2 separate regions of the Sus scrofa genome follow, and region 2 is linked to region 1. Evidence: chromatin contacts called from public Hi-C data. All regions are on one chromosome and are shown on one strand. Each heading gives the region's core, a stretch centred on a gene start, on an enhancer-like site or on the middle of the called end of the contact. The rest is flanking DNA. Distances are from core to core; before and after follow the strand shown.

Region 1 (6,651 bases), core at 2,711-5,210:
AGCCATGTCTGTGACCTACACCACAGCTCATGGCAATGCCAGATCTTTAACCCTCTGAGCAAGGCCAGGGATTGAACCCGCATCCTCATGGATACTAATCAGATTTGTTTCCGCTGAGCCATGACGGGAACTCCTCCCAACTCTTAACATTTTGTACGTTTTTTCCTTCTTTCTTGACCATTTGATATTTTGCAGTCACATGCTATTTTACCCCTAAATACTTCAGCACATATCTCCTAAAAAGCAGGCCATTTCTCTGTAATCGGGGTATAATCATTACCCTCAGAAAATTTTACATTATCATCCTAATATTGTCGATATTAAAATCTTCTCCATTGTTCCAATAATGATCCTCAAAGGTTGCTTTTTGTTTTTTGATGGAGGGTGCAATTTAGGATCATATTCCTCTCGTCACATCTTTGTTTTGTCTCTTTGCTTTAGAACAGTTCACCAACCTTTTTCTTACTATCTCATGAAACTGACATTTCAGAAGAGACCAGGTGGTTGTTTTGCAGACTGTCCCTCAATTTGGATTTGTCCAGTTGTTTCCTTATGAATAGACAAATCACTCCTTTGGCAAGAATAGGAGCACATGATGTCAGTCTGTACCATCCCAAGGTTGATCACTTGGTTGAGGGTGATTTCTTTGATGTAAAGGTACTCTTTTCTCTTTACTAAGTAATCTGTAGGATGATTGGAATTGTAGGAATATCCTCAATCATTCAGCATCTACTGGTAATTTTTGCTTGAGTTAATTACTGGTGGTTCCAAAGTGGTGACTTTCTATTTCTATAATTTTTTGCTACATTTATGAGTTGGAATTCTTCTCTAAAGAAGTGTTTTCTGTCCTCCAGCGGCTCCTCTCTCTTTGAAATTATAACCTACCCTGTGTCATCTTGATGAAGTCATGTCTCTTACTGCCTCGGCATCTGTTTTCTCATCCTTAAGATGAGATGACCTAAAAGCCACATTCTTGAATGTTGTCATTCTGAGACGAAATCCCCATACAGACTTGCCAGGCATCCTCAGAAAACAGCGCGCAAGTTGCTTGGGCCAGCATCTATCGCGGAGTGGGCGGTGCCTCAGCAACTCCGCCGCGCGGCCCCGCGGCCCCTCCCCTGGCAACGGTTACTATTAACCTCTCCTTCTCGCGAGAGGGGCCTCTTTCGGGGCAGAGGTGCGGTCCCGGGGCCTGCGCGCTCCACGTCAACCACCGCCCAGCCCTGCGCGCTGGGTGCCGAAGCGCACGCGCGCACTCGCGCACTCGGACAGTTGGAGGTGTTGGTCCGCCTCGGGCCCGCGGCGCGCGACCCCGGCGCGACACGCACGCGCGCAGCCGCGGCGCGCAGCCGCGGCGCGGGGCTCGGGGCGCGCAGGCGCCGCGGGCGTGGGGCCGCGCAGGCGCGGACGGCGTTGGTCTGAAGAAGACCTTCAGCCGTGCCCTGGCGGATCCGACAGGCCCTCGTAGCGGAGCCGACAGGCCCTCGGGTAGGAGGTGAGGCAAGCGGGGCCCCCGGGCTGGCGGCTGGGGCGGGGCGGCTGGGGCGGCGACTGGCAGGGGCCCGACGGGAGGCGGCTAACGGAGGGCACGGGAGGAGAGGGTCGCCTAACGGGGCGCGGGCCGGCGGAAGGCGGGGCAGCGGGGACTGGCCCCTCAGGTGATGGGACGCCGCTCCGCCACCTGCTCCCCTCCTTGCCGGCCACTGGGGCCCTCGCCGGGCGTCGGGTCGGCCGGGAGGTTGGTTTTGAGGGAAGTTGGGTCTTCGAACCCCGAACTCACTCGCGCCCCCGGCTTTCTCTCCGGAGTCGGCGTCCAGCTTCGGGGGTCTTCCACTCCCTGCGGCCGGAGGGAGGATGCTGAATGCACTGCTTGACGAGCTGCCGGTCCCGTTAGTGATGGTGTAAAGCTGTGTTGCTAACCCACTCCCTCCCCCCGACTGCGGCTAATGCAGCCCCGGAACGCCGTGCACGTCCACGGGCGAGTGCACTTGTAGAGTAATGGAAACGTGTGGAACGTGAAGTCTTCTCGAGCTTTTGCTTGATCATACCAGCAGTGCATTTCCCATCAGAATCACGGGCCTGAAGAAATAAGCTTGAACCAGGCGAACTTGAGGTCAAATCCCCTATACAACTTTTGCAAAGTGTCTGGCAGTAGTTTTGAAAACGAGGCACAATGCTAAGAAAGATTGTAATTGGTTCCTAGATGATGTTTCTAAACATTTAAGTGTATCTTTTCTCTTGTCAATAGATTAAGGCTTTACAGTCTAGTTTTGTTTTTTAACGTTTCTGTTTGAATATATAGTGCCTGCTTTTCTCTGCTTATCTCCCAACCTATAGACTTCTGACACAATTTCAACAGATACCTGCGTCAGTTGTGATCATAAAGAATACTATCAGATTGCAATTGGCAGGGTGTAAAAAGTCTAGAATTGATTATTTGAACACAAGGGAGTGAATTGTAAATTAATTTCTCTGGACCTGAACTATGAAACCTTGTGGTTTAAACCAAAGTTTTATTATGCTATGACTCAGTACATTTATCTTCTTTTATCTTTTCTATACGCTTTCCTCTTAACTTTGTATGTATTTTTATACTATATCATACTGTCTATCGTATTTGACAGGTCTAAGTTAAGAAAGAAATTTTAAATGGATTCACAATTAAGAAGTACACCATAGGGGTTCCCATCGTGGCTCAGTGGTAATGAACCCAACTAGTATCCATGAGGATACAGGTTTGATCCCTGACCTCGCTCGGTGGGTTAAGGATCCAGCATGGCCCTGAGCTGTAGTGTAGGTTACAGAGGTGGCTTGGATCCTGCGTTGCTGTGGCTGTGATGTAGGCCAGCAGCTGTAGCTCCGATTAGACCCCTGGCCTGGGAACTTCATATGCCAAGGGTGAGGCCCTAAAAAGACCAAAAAAAAAAAAAAAAAAAAGGAGGTACCATAAAGTGTGTGTTGTGTTCAGGTGTGTTGGGATGGGACAGAAACTTAGCAGAGGGCCAGATTAAGAGCTAGGCTAAATATAAATAAATAGCAGATTGAATGTGTATTTGCTCCAGGCATAGCAATAGCAAGGGCTAGCTGGTGCTCTAGATTTTTCTAGAGTAATGGGGAGTAGTAATGGGGTTGCTTGAAGCAGTTCTACAGTTGGTTAGACATGGCTTTTGAGGATACTGTAGGAGGAGATTTCCTGTTCTGCAAAGAGGGCAAAGGAAGCAGCAGTGTCGATAGGCCTGAAGATTTTGATGTGAGGGTCATATTGGCAGCAGAAAGGCTGTCTGAATAGTAAGTAGACAGGGTGAAAGATCAAGCAAGCACCTTGGGTTTTTGAAGGCTTTAACTTGAGAGTATACACTGATTTTTGTTAAGCCGATTACTTCAGGTAGAATCTAGCCTATTTCTGGCTAATAGGTAAGATTATAATACTTTATTTTAAGAGCTTTGAGAGAGGGCATATTCTGGATGGGTGTATTTCACTTATTCTTAGTTTAAGGACTGAATTTCAGAGTAGCCAAAATGTTAACCCTGAAGATTTTAAATTGCATCTCTTTTTCAGTTCCTCAGAAAATTTACCTTGTCATCTTATACAGCTCTTTGGCTTTATAACAGCCCAAGAAATACTTTTCTAATGTAAGTTTTTGCATTTTTAAAAAGTAAAAATATAGTTTTAAAAAAGCGTCTCCTTCAGCCTGTGAGAAATTTCTTTTCTTGGAAAGAGGTCAGAAAGATGACCTCTGTGAGTCTCATGAAAAAACCCTTTTATTCTCCAGTGTTCTGGAAAGCTCTTTTTAAAGGAGCAGAATGCTTTCTCTTAACCTTGCTGCATTAGGGTATAAGCATTAACGATGCAGAGGAAGAAAAAAATGTATACCTCTTTTCACAGGACCAAACAGTTGAACACAGAATAAATGCAAAATGGTTATTTTCATTCCTTTGTCCTCATTTTTTTTTTAAGATATGTGTAACACACCAACTTACTGTGATCTAGGAAAGGCTGCCAAGGATGTCTTCAACAAAGGATATGGTAAGTGTGCTATTGTAAATTACCAATTTGGGTAAGCATTAATACTGTATATATTAAGCTATATGGGAGATACTGTACTTGATAAAATGAGGTTAAGTCAACATTAATCTATTTCATAAGATTTAAGGGGATAACTATTAGCAGATTACTAGATCTCTTTTTTTTTTAGAGTTAGAGGCCCTCAAGCATTAAAAACCATTGTGTACATAAGCACATTTGCGTATTTTATATTATCTTTTGGGTGAAATAATATAAATCTGCAATATTTTGCTAGGGCCTTTTGCTAGGCCCTGGGGACAGTTAAAGTAGGGGACATATTTTTGCTCCTCCAAATAATGACAGTGCTTTCATTATTTGAGTGAAGATACAGCTTTTGACTTCTTTGGAGGAACATAGAGTGTTTGAAACCAAATAGACATTTATCTTTGGTGTTTAAATTTTTAATTTTTCGTGTTGTACTCATTTGATTTTTTATTTACTAATAATGTTAATTGTGTATTTTTATATTTAAAGCTTGTGTATATGTCTACATAATTTCTCTTAATTTTGATTCTTAAAATAGTATATGTTCCTTTCATCCATTTGTTTTTTAACTCATTTCAAAAATATGCCTTTAGTATTTTGAGGGACTTAAAAATTATACTTATTTTGTTATAATTCAGTTTCTTGTGGAACTCCCACTTAGTGAGAATACTGTGTATTTTCCATATAAAATGTACTGTGGAGTATTTTCATAATTTCTAAGTTGCAAAGACTAGAGTGCATGTTACATTTTGTACATTACTGTGTTTTTATGTGTGTGTCTAGGGTTTGGCATGGTCAAAATAGATCTGAGAACCAAGTCATGTAGTGGAGTGGTAAGTACTTAATGTATTTTTAATATATTTGACATAATTATCTTAAAGAAACCTGTTTAAAAATCATTGTTTTTTTTTTTTTTTTTTTTTTTTTTTGTCTTTTTAGAGCCGCATCCACAGCATATGGAGGTTCCCAGGCTAGGGGTCCAGATGGAGCTATAGCTGCCAGCCTACACCACAGCCACAGCAACGCCAGATCTGAGCAGCGTCTGTGACATGCACCACAGCTCATGGCAATGCCAGATCCTTAACCCACTGAGTGAGGCCAGGAATCGAACCCACAACTTCATGGTTCCTAGTCAGATTCGTTTCCGCTGCACCATGGCAGGAACTCCTAAAAGTCATTGTTTAGTCAGATTACTTGAATCACATGCTTTTCCTGCTAAGCTGTCTTCCCTACAGTCTTCTCCTCCTCTCAGGGAGACCCTTTGTGTCTGTCATAATAAGAGTGTTCTGAGTCTTATTCTTAAAAGGCGTGGTGTATGTATACACACACACACGTATATATGGGGGCATATATATATATATATATATATATATATTCCCATGTATATGCATTTTTTTTTGACCTATGCCATATCTTTATGCTTTCATGAATATGTATGTGGACACTAAAATCTTTGCCTCCATTATACTGGGTTCATGCAAATTTTATTGTCTTTTTATAAAAACAAAACTGATTTTAATCCTTTCATGATTAGTTGAAACAAATGTAGAAATACATGTAGAAGATTAGTCTACAGTACAGTTTTTATTGATGTTCATGAAATCTTTTTTACTGGAAGTTAAGAATATGGTAAGGGCTTATCAGCATATTGTCACAGCACCTTTAACTAGAGCTTTTATTCAGTAAGTCTCAGCATGTCAACTTGAGAGTCAATTTAGTCTTTGACTTCTCCTTATTGACTGTACCTTTTTTGTTTGGTATTTACCTGTTCGAACCAGTGCAAATTGTATTTCTGGATATAATGATTTAATTATAAAGATAAGAAGCACGTGGAGTAGTTATGGTACTGTGCCTTACATTCCGTATAATCCTGGTTTGTCACTATTATTCTTTCCCTGGGTTTTCCAAGGGTAAATATGTATATATCTGCCCTTCAGGATGGGATTTTGTTATATTGTCTGTTAAAATAGAAAATTTATACTCATTTCGATTAGGGTTTCTAAATTTGCTCAGGGTAGGTTTCTGTTGCAAAAATCAACAACTGAAATTTTTATCTCCCTCTCATGCTGCTGTTGTGTGGAAATATTCATTCAGATGGTAAGAAAAATAGCATATTTGTGTGCTTGTTTTTATGGCTGCTTTTTCTCTGGTACTGATTTAGGATAAATTTCAACCATTGCTCCAAATTTCTTAGATCATATCTTGATATTTTTGTGATACGTCATCTATAACAGTAACATGTTTATGAGTGTTTTGTTGTATACTAGCATTTAATGGAAAACTGTAGATATTATATGCATGTTATAAATAAAAATTTTACACTAGATAATTGTTTTATCTAATTATGCAATTAGACTAGAGTGGAAGTAACTGTGAGACTGGAACTCTGCTTAGGAAAATTCTGACCTTCTCTTTGAGATTTGTACCTCTGGCATTTTAGATTTTTGATAGAGCTTCAGACTAAGAAATGTCTGCTGATAATAAGAAAGAAATGTAGACTAAATACTCTTTTACCTTTTTTGCACGAAAATTAAGGTTTGTATTTGCTAATCTTTCAAGTTTATAAAAGGTACATATGAAAAATAAAGCATTAGGTAGTT
Region 2 (6,651 bases), core at 1,189-3,688, 670 kb after region 1:
AAACTGGGTTTGTTTATCCTGTGAATCGTTTCTTAATGCTGATGTAATAAGGCTGATTTCTCTCCACACCACCGGCTGATCTGGGAAATTCACAAACCTATTTTTAAAATGAATGCATTAAATTAAAATGTCAGATTCCATACAGCATCCAAAAAAAGAAAATAAAACATTAGCATTGGAGAAAAATATATTTTACCCTATTCCACATGAATACAATCACGTACCAAAACAAACCAAGACAAAGATATAAAAATAAAAACTAAGGGACATTCCTGTTGTGGCTCAGCAGTAACAAGACCAACCAGCATCGGTGGGTTCAATCCCTGGTCTCAGTCAGTGGGTTAAGGATCTGGCGTGGCCGTGAGCTGTGGTGTAGGTCGCAGACATGGCTTAGATTCCAGTTTGCTGTGGCTGTGGTGTAGGCCGACAGCTGTCTCCAATTCAACCCCTAGTCCGGGAACTTCCACATTCCATAGTGCATCAAAATTTAAAATCTACCCTTTGACCATGAAGATCTAAGAATATAGTTTTACAGGGGAAAAAAAAAAAAACCTACCAAAATGTGACTATAAAACTGCTTACTGAAACGCTGAATATTATCTCAAGTAGCTGAAAACTATCCAAATGTCCAACAATAAGAGTGGTTAAAAAAAATGCTATGCAGGAGTTCTCCCTGTGGCACAGTGGGTTAAGTATCCAGCTGTAGCGAGTTGGATAACTGTGGGAGGTTTAGGTTGGAACTCTGGCCCAGCACAGTGGGTTAAATGATCTGGTGCTGAGGCATAGGTTGCAGCTGTGGCTTGGATTTAATCCCTGGACCAGGAACTTCCATATGCCACAGTGTAGCCATAAAACGAAAAAAAAAAAAAAAAAAAGAGAAAAAAAAAAGGAAGAAATGTTTTTCAGATCTGAAAAAGAATGACATAGATCTCTATATGCCTACATGTGGGCCAAGAAAGAAAGCTGCAGCAAAGTGGGAATAGTATGAACTGTCACAACCCTCCCCCCATTTACTGATGAGTACTGTATGTCTACAGACACATATATACACACACTTAACTCTGGTTAAGGTTAGGATGGACTCCCACCTATTGTTCTCTACACTCCAGTACTGTCTGAACTTCTGCAAAGTTAAATTTTCCAAAATAAAATAAACTGGATAGTAGAGTTTTAACACGAATAAAACCTAAGAAGACCTCTTTGCATTAGATATGGCAGCAATTAATGCAAGGCCTGGATCCGTGACTGGGTAAGCTTTAGGCACCCCATATGCAGGTGAACTTGAAGATCTTCCCTCAGCTCCTACTTCCAAGGACAGGAACAAAACCTCCTGAGAGACCCAGCGGCGTCCCCACTCACATGTCGTAGAGCAGCCTCCCGGCGGTGGCCGTCCGCTCTGCGTTCCGCTCAATCGTGTACATTTCATACTGCAACACAAGTTAGAGCCAGGGGTCAGGCCCTTGGCCCCGGGCCAGCCCTGCTCACCCCCTTCGGCCCCCACCCCGACCCCTGGAGGTCCCAGAGTCAGGCATCACTTGGAGACACTACCACAGGGCTAACAGGCTCACTCCCAGCCCCGGTTCCCAGATGGGTGCAGGAACGGCTCAGAGATAGCAGGTGGCCACTAAGATCAGAATTACTGAAGGCACCTGGCGTCTAACACTGTAAGCTTAGGCGCTTCTCGTTCCCCTGATACACGTATACACTTTGATTGGCTGCAGATGTGGCGGCGTTCCATCCCCTTCCATAGCTACAGCCCAGAGTTATCGCTGGTGCTCACTACACAGCGCAGGAGCTCTAACCCGTGGGAACCTCAAACACCGCCCCGCCCCCATCCCGCCCCAACCCACCGCCGCGGTCCGGACCCAGGGGCCGGCTGGCAGCTTTCCCCGGCCGCACGAGGCGCGGTCCGGGCCGCAGGATGCTAACGCTCCCCTCTCCCGCGCCGGCCTGGCCTGGGGAAGGGCCCCGGGGTCCTGGGTGCCGCCCCGCGGGGCGGCCCCGGGCAGGGCGGAGGGGGGCTGGGAGGGCGCTCCCACCTGAGCGCGCGGCCCTGCCTCACCTGGATGTTGAAGTCGGTGGGGTAGAGGCTGCGGGCCGTGATTAGCCAAGCCTTGGCGGCCCACAGGTCCTGCTGCACCAGCTCCCGAGCTCGCTGCACCAGGAACTCGCAGTCGCCCTGGGCTGACATGACCCCGGCGGCGTCGGGCGCCCAGAGGCAACCGGACCTTCCGGCTAGGAGACACCACCACTAACTAGTGCCGCCGACGCCGCCGACGCCGCCGACGCCGCCGCCGACGCTACTGCGCATGAATGGAGTCGGGAGGACGTCCGCACGTGGATCCGGAAGGGCTTCCGGGTTTTGTAAGCAGCCTTTTCGTGTCGGTTCTCCGCCTCCGCCCAGCCCCTTCCTCTTTTGAGGAGCTTGGGTGTTGGTCCAGACTCTTCCAGGTCGCCTCCAAGACGTGGAGAATCGGATTCTCAATCTTGCGGACTGGGGTGTGACCCTGGTACCTCCAGGGAGCATGCGCAGAGCCTGGTTCCTCGGCGCCGGGAGGCGGGCGGTTGGTGCCGCCCCCAGTGGCCGGCGCGTCCCGGCGCCCTGAAGCCACCGCTGGGGCGGGGCAGAAGCTGGAGGGCGGAGGTTGACGCGGAGTCGCTGCTGGTTCGAATGGACAGAAAAGCCTGCGCCAGTTTGAGTTCGGTGGGAACGCCGGTGCCATGGAGCCTCGGTACCGCCCTGTCCCACTGTTGTTGCGCCTTTATTCCCTGGTTTCTTCAACAAACATTTATCGAGCGGTTGCGGTGATAGTCCTTGGAGAGTGCTTTGCTGCGTGCTGGGGAACTCCAGAGTTGATTATCCTGGTCCAGCCGGAGTTTACATCGTTGGGGATGGCTGACCTACAGAAAACAGCTGTTTAATCATCTCCTCCAATCGAAATCAGTGTCCTTTTCACCAAATAAAATAATCTCCCTGCTCTCGTGAAGGGAGGCCGCACTCAGGAGCCAGAGGCGTTTATTTGCCTAGTAGGAAGAATGTGCCAAAACGTGGGTTCTAAACATTTCATTGGAGTTTCCAATCCAAAGTCTATACACAAGAATTTTAGCAAGTTCTAGTACCACTGATAGCTTCTATTTGGATCCAAGATTAGAGATTCAAAGCTGCTTTGTTTGTAGAAAGAAGGAAGGAAAGAAGAAAGAAAAAATTACTATATACTTCTATACATCGAAAAATTGTACACATGTTAAATATGAATGTATACGTTGCACAGTATATACATTGTGTACCAAAAGTGTTGCCTGCTATCAAGCCATCAGCCACTGTAGCACGACCCCCTCAGTTCCTGATGTTGCCTCATGAGGGGAGTTCAGGATGGAGAAAAACAGGATCCAGGCGCTAGTTAAGATGCATATCTAAGGAGTAATTTCTTTTCTTTTTTTTTTTTAAGGGCCCCACCGGGGGCATAGGAAGTTGAGTGGGAGCTGCAGCTGCCAGCCTGTACCACAGCCACAGCAAGGCCAGATCCAAGCCATGTCTGCCATCTACACCACAGCTCATGGCAACAATGCTGGATCCTTAACCCACTGAATGAGGCCGGGGGTCAAACCAGAGTCCTCATGGATACTAGTTGGATTTGTTACCACTGAGCCACAATGGAACTCCCTCTTCTCCCTGATTTTTAGCTTGCAGACCTTGAAACCTGCATTTTCCTCTTAGAGTAGCTGCCTCCTCCTGGGCTTATATCCTTCCTACTCATGCTAATGCCTTGCTTGGACACTCAGCATGTTCAACATCTTTGCTTCTTACCCACCACTGTATCCACTGTTCAAATTAACAACCCTGGATCCATCCTGTGGTATATTTTCTTGGATTGGATGTTGTGACTGGCTTGAAACAGGTACAATATATATTCAATGAACACTAAGGAGGCTGTTCTGTTGGAGAATAGCACAGATTGATATGTAATAACAGCACAGATTGATGCTGTAATAAATTCTTGGTTTTAGTATCAGTTTGGGTTCTCAGCTTCTTTCACCTCCCTTCTTCCAGTTAGGAACTCTGGATCTATGAACTGACAGGAGTCTGGGTGTTGGATACTTTCTGTATAGTCATTCAACTAAGATTTCTGCTTACCTGGCTTAGATTTTCTCTGATTTTTTTGTTTGTTTTTGGTCACACCTGTGGTGTGCAGAAATTCCCAGTCTAGAGATAGAACACACACCACAGAAGTTACAATGCTGGATCCTTTAACTGCTAGGCCACCAGGGAACTCCTAGACTTTCTCTGATTTTTTTTTTTTTTTGGTCTTTTTAGGGCCACTCCCTCAGCATGTGGAAGTTCTCGAGCTACGGGTCCAATCAGAGCCAGAGCTGCCAGCGTACGCCACAGCCATAGCAATACCAGACCCAAGCTACATCTGACCTACACCACAGCTCACAGCAGCGCTGGATCCTTAAACCACTGAGCGAGGCCAGGGTCAAACCTGCATCCTCACAGATACTAGTCAGGTTCATTTCCACAGAGCCACAGTGGGAACTCTCTCCAATTTTTTAGATAAAGCCATACCTTGGTGGAGGCTGTCCATCTATTTTATTCTTGGGAACTTTATGATCAACTAGAAATTGCCAGAGACCCTGAGAGGCTAAATGCTCCAATGGCCATTCTGCCCTGTGCTTTATTATGTTAATTGTGCCCACTTTGTCCCTGCTGGTCCTTGCTGGTCAGGTGCCACCACCTGACCTCTACCACACAGGGGACCCATTATTCCCACTGAAATCAGGATACCCAATTCAATGGCAGTATCTCCCAGTAACATCTCTGGCCTACAGAGGACAGTCAGATGATTTTTATGGATGCTGGTGCTCCCTTCACTAAAGCATTCCTGGGCCTCCTGGGTTGTACAGTAGGGGTTGGCTGGGCTGGGTGCACATAGTGAATTAACACCAGCATCCCATCTCACTAAGCCATCAAACTCCTCTAACATATGCTAGGAAAGTTTCAGCATCTCAACCTGGGCCGTCTAGGAACCAGGTTTCAATCAGCTGTACAAGCAAACCCTTAGCACCATTTGGTACCGTAACAGCCATTTCAGGACCAAAGCAAAAGAGAGAGCTGCAGCTATGGTAACAGATCCAATTGCATCCAAAATGTCTGTGATGAATAGGGATATTGTATGCAGCCCCTGACAACGCCTATTGGAGCAAGACATATCCATTTGACAGGCAGTTCCTTGGCTGCTACTGGATATGTTGAATCTAGAATTCTTGGCAAGTGCACTCATATTGATCAGTTTCGTCCTCTCTAATTTTATAATCCATCCTATTTGGTCAATGCCTTTATTGTCCATTCCAAGGATCTTGTGGCTGTGAGTTGGTAGAATCCTGCAACTCCTTTGGAATATACTTTTTCTCTTCCTGAATTAGGTTTTGTGATTCACTCTTTAGGATGTATAGGAATTTCTTTTCCTAAAAAAAAAAAAAAAAAAGTTTTACTTGGAAATAATTTCAAACTCACAGAAACGTTACAGGAATAAAAATAGGATAAAAATTATCCATACACCTGTTAGGGGTTGAATTGTATCCCCAAAATAGATATGTTGAGATCATAACCTTGATACCATGGAGTGGAACCTTATTTCGAAATAGGGTCTTTACAGAGGTGATCAGGTTTTTCGCTTAAGGTCTTTAGCTTAGGCCCTAATCCAATATGACTGGTGTCCTTAATGCAAAGGGGAAATGTGAGCACAGAGAAACACGCAGGGAAAATGGCACAGGAACATGAAAATGGAGATGAGTGATGTGTCTACGTCTAAAAGCCAAGGAACGAAAGGTTTACAGCAAAGCGCCAGCAGCTTTTGCAGGCGAGAGCCCTGGAACAATTTTCCCATCACAGCCTCAGGAGGAACCTTGATCTTGGACTTCCAGCCTCCAGGGCTGGGAGACAGTACATTTCTGAGGTTTAAGCCATGCCAAGTGTGTAGTACTTTGTTGGCAGCCTTGGCAAGCTAATGCATACTGCTTACCCACGTTTGTTAATTGTTAACATTTTGTATCACTTGCGTGGATTTTCTCTCAATAAATATGTGCATAATATATATTTTACTGAACAATTTATGAGTAAATTGTATATGTTGTGACCCTTTATTCCTAAATATTTCAGGGTATGTTTTCTAAGAATAAGGATATTCTCTTATGTAGACACCACAGTGCAGTGATCAACTTCAGTACATTTAACCTTAATAAAATCGTTTCATTTACTCTACATCTATGTTCCAATTTTTTAATTGACCCAATAATGTCTTATACAGCATTCTTCCTCTAGTAAAGGAGCCACTCTTGGATCAGGTATTGTGTTCACTTTTTACCTAGTGTTCTTGAATCTGGAATATTTTCCACAGCCTTACTTTGTGTTTTATGACTTTGACATTTTTGAAGAATAGGGCTCTTCTCCATTTACTTTTATTTTTGGTCTTTTTGTCTGTTCAGGGCCACACCCATGGCCTTTGGAGATTCTCAGGAGCTGTAGCCGCTGGCCTAATCCCACAGCCACAGCAACGCAGGATCTGAGCAGCATCTGTGACCTATACCACAGCGCACGGCAACACCAGATCCTTAACCCACTGAGTGAGGCCAGGGATCGAACCCATGTCC

What was found. Hi-C and Micro-C count contacts between places; a contact is called where the count stands out from the background.
Region 2: a contact with region 1 is called in a Hi-C map of heart right ventricle, with 4 times the contacts expected there. The contact joins the promoter of INTS10 here to the promoter of VDAC3 in region 1. A contact is called at or near these places in 1 of 5 promoter capture datasets (liver) and 1 of 47 Hi-C or Micro-C datasets (heart right ventricle).

What each region holds. Positions count from the first base shown.
Region 1 is chr17:11,409,039-11,415,689 of Sscrofa11.1, forward strand. It overlaps VDAC3 (voltage-dependent anion channel 1 pseudogene 5), which reads left to right and starts at 3,961. Exons shown (of 8, transcript NM_214364.1): 1 at 3,961-4,027; 2 at 4,835-4,884. The coding sequence starts at 3,961.
Region 2 is chr17:12,085,382-12,092,032 of Sscrofa11.1, forward strand. INTS10 (integrator complex subunit 10) reads right to left here and starts at 2,439. Exons shown (of 17, transcript XM_003134201.4): 1 at 2,063-2,439; 2 at 1,360-1,427; 3 at 1-97. The coding sequence starts at 2,191.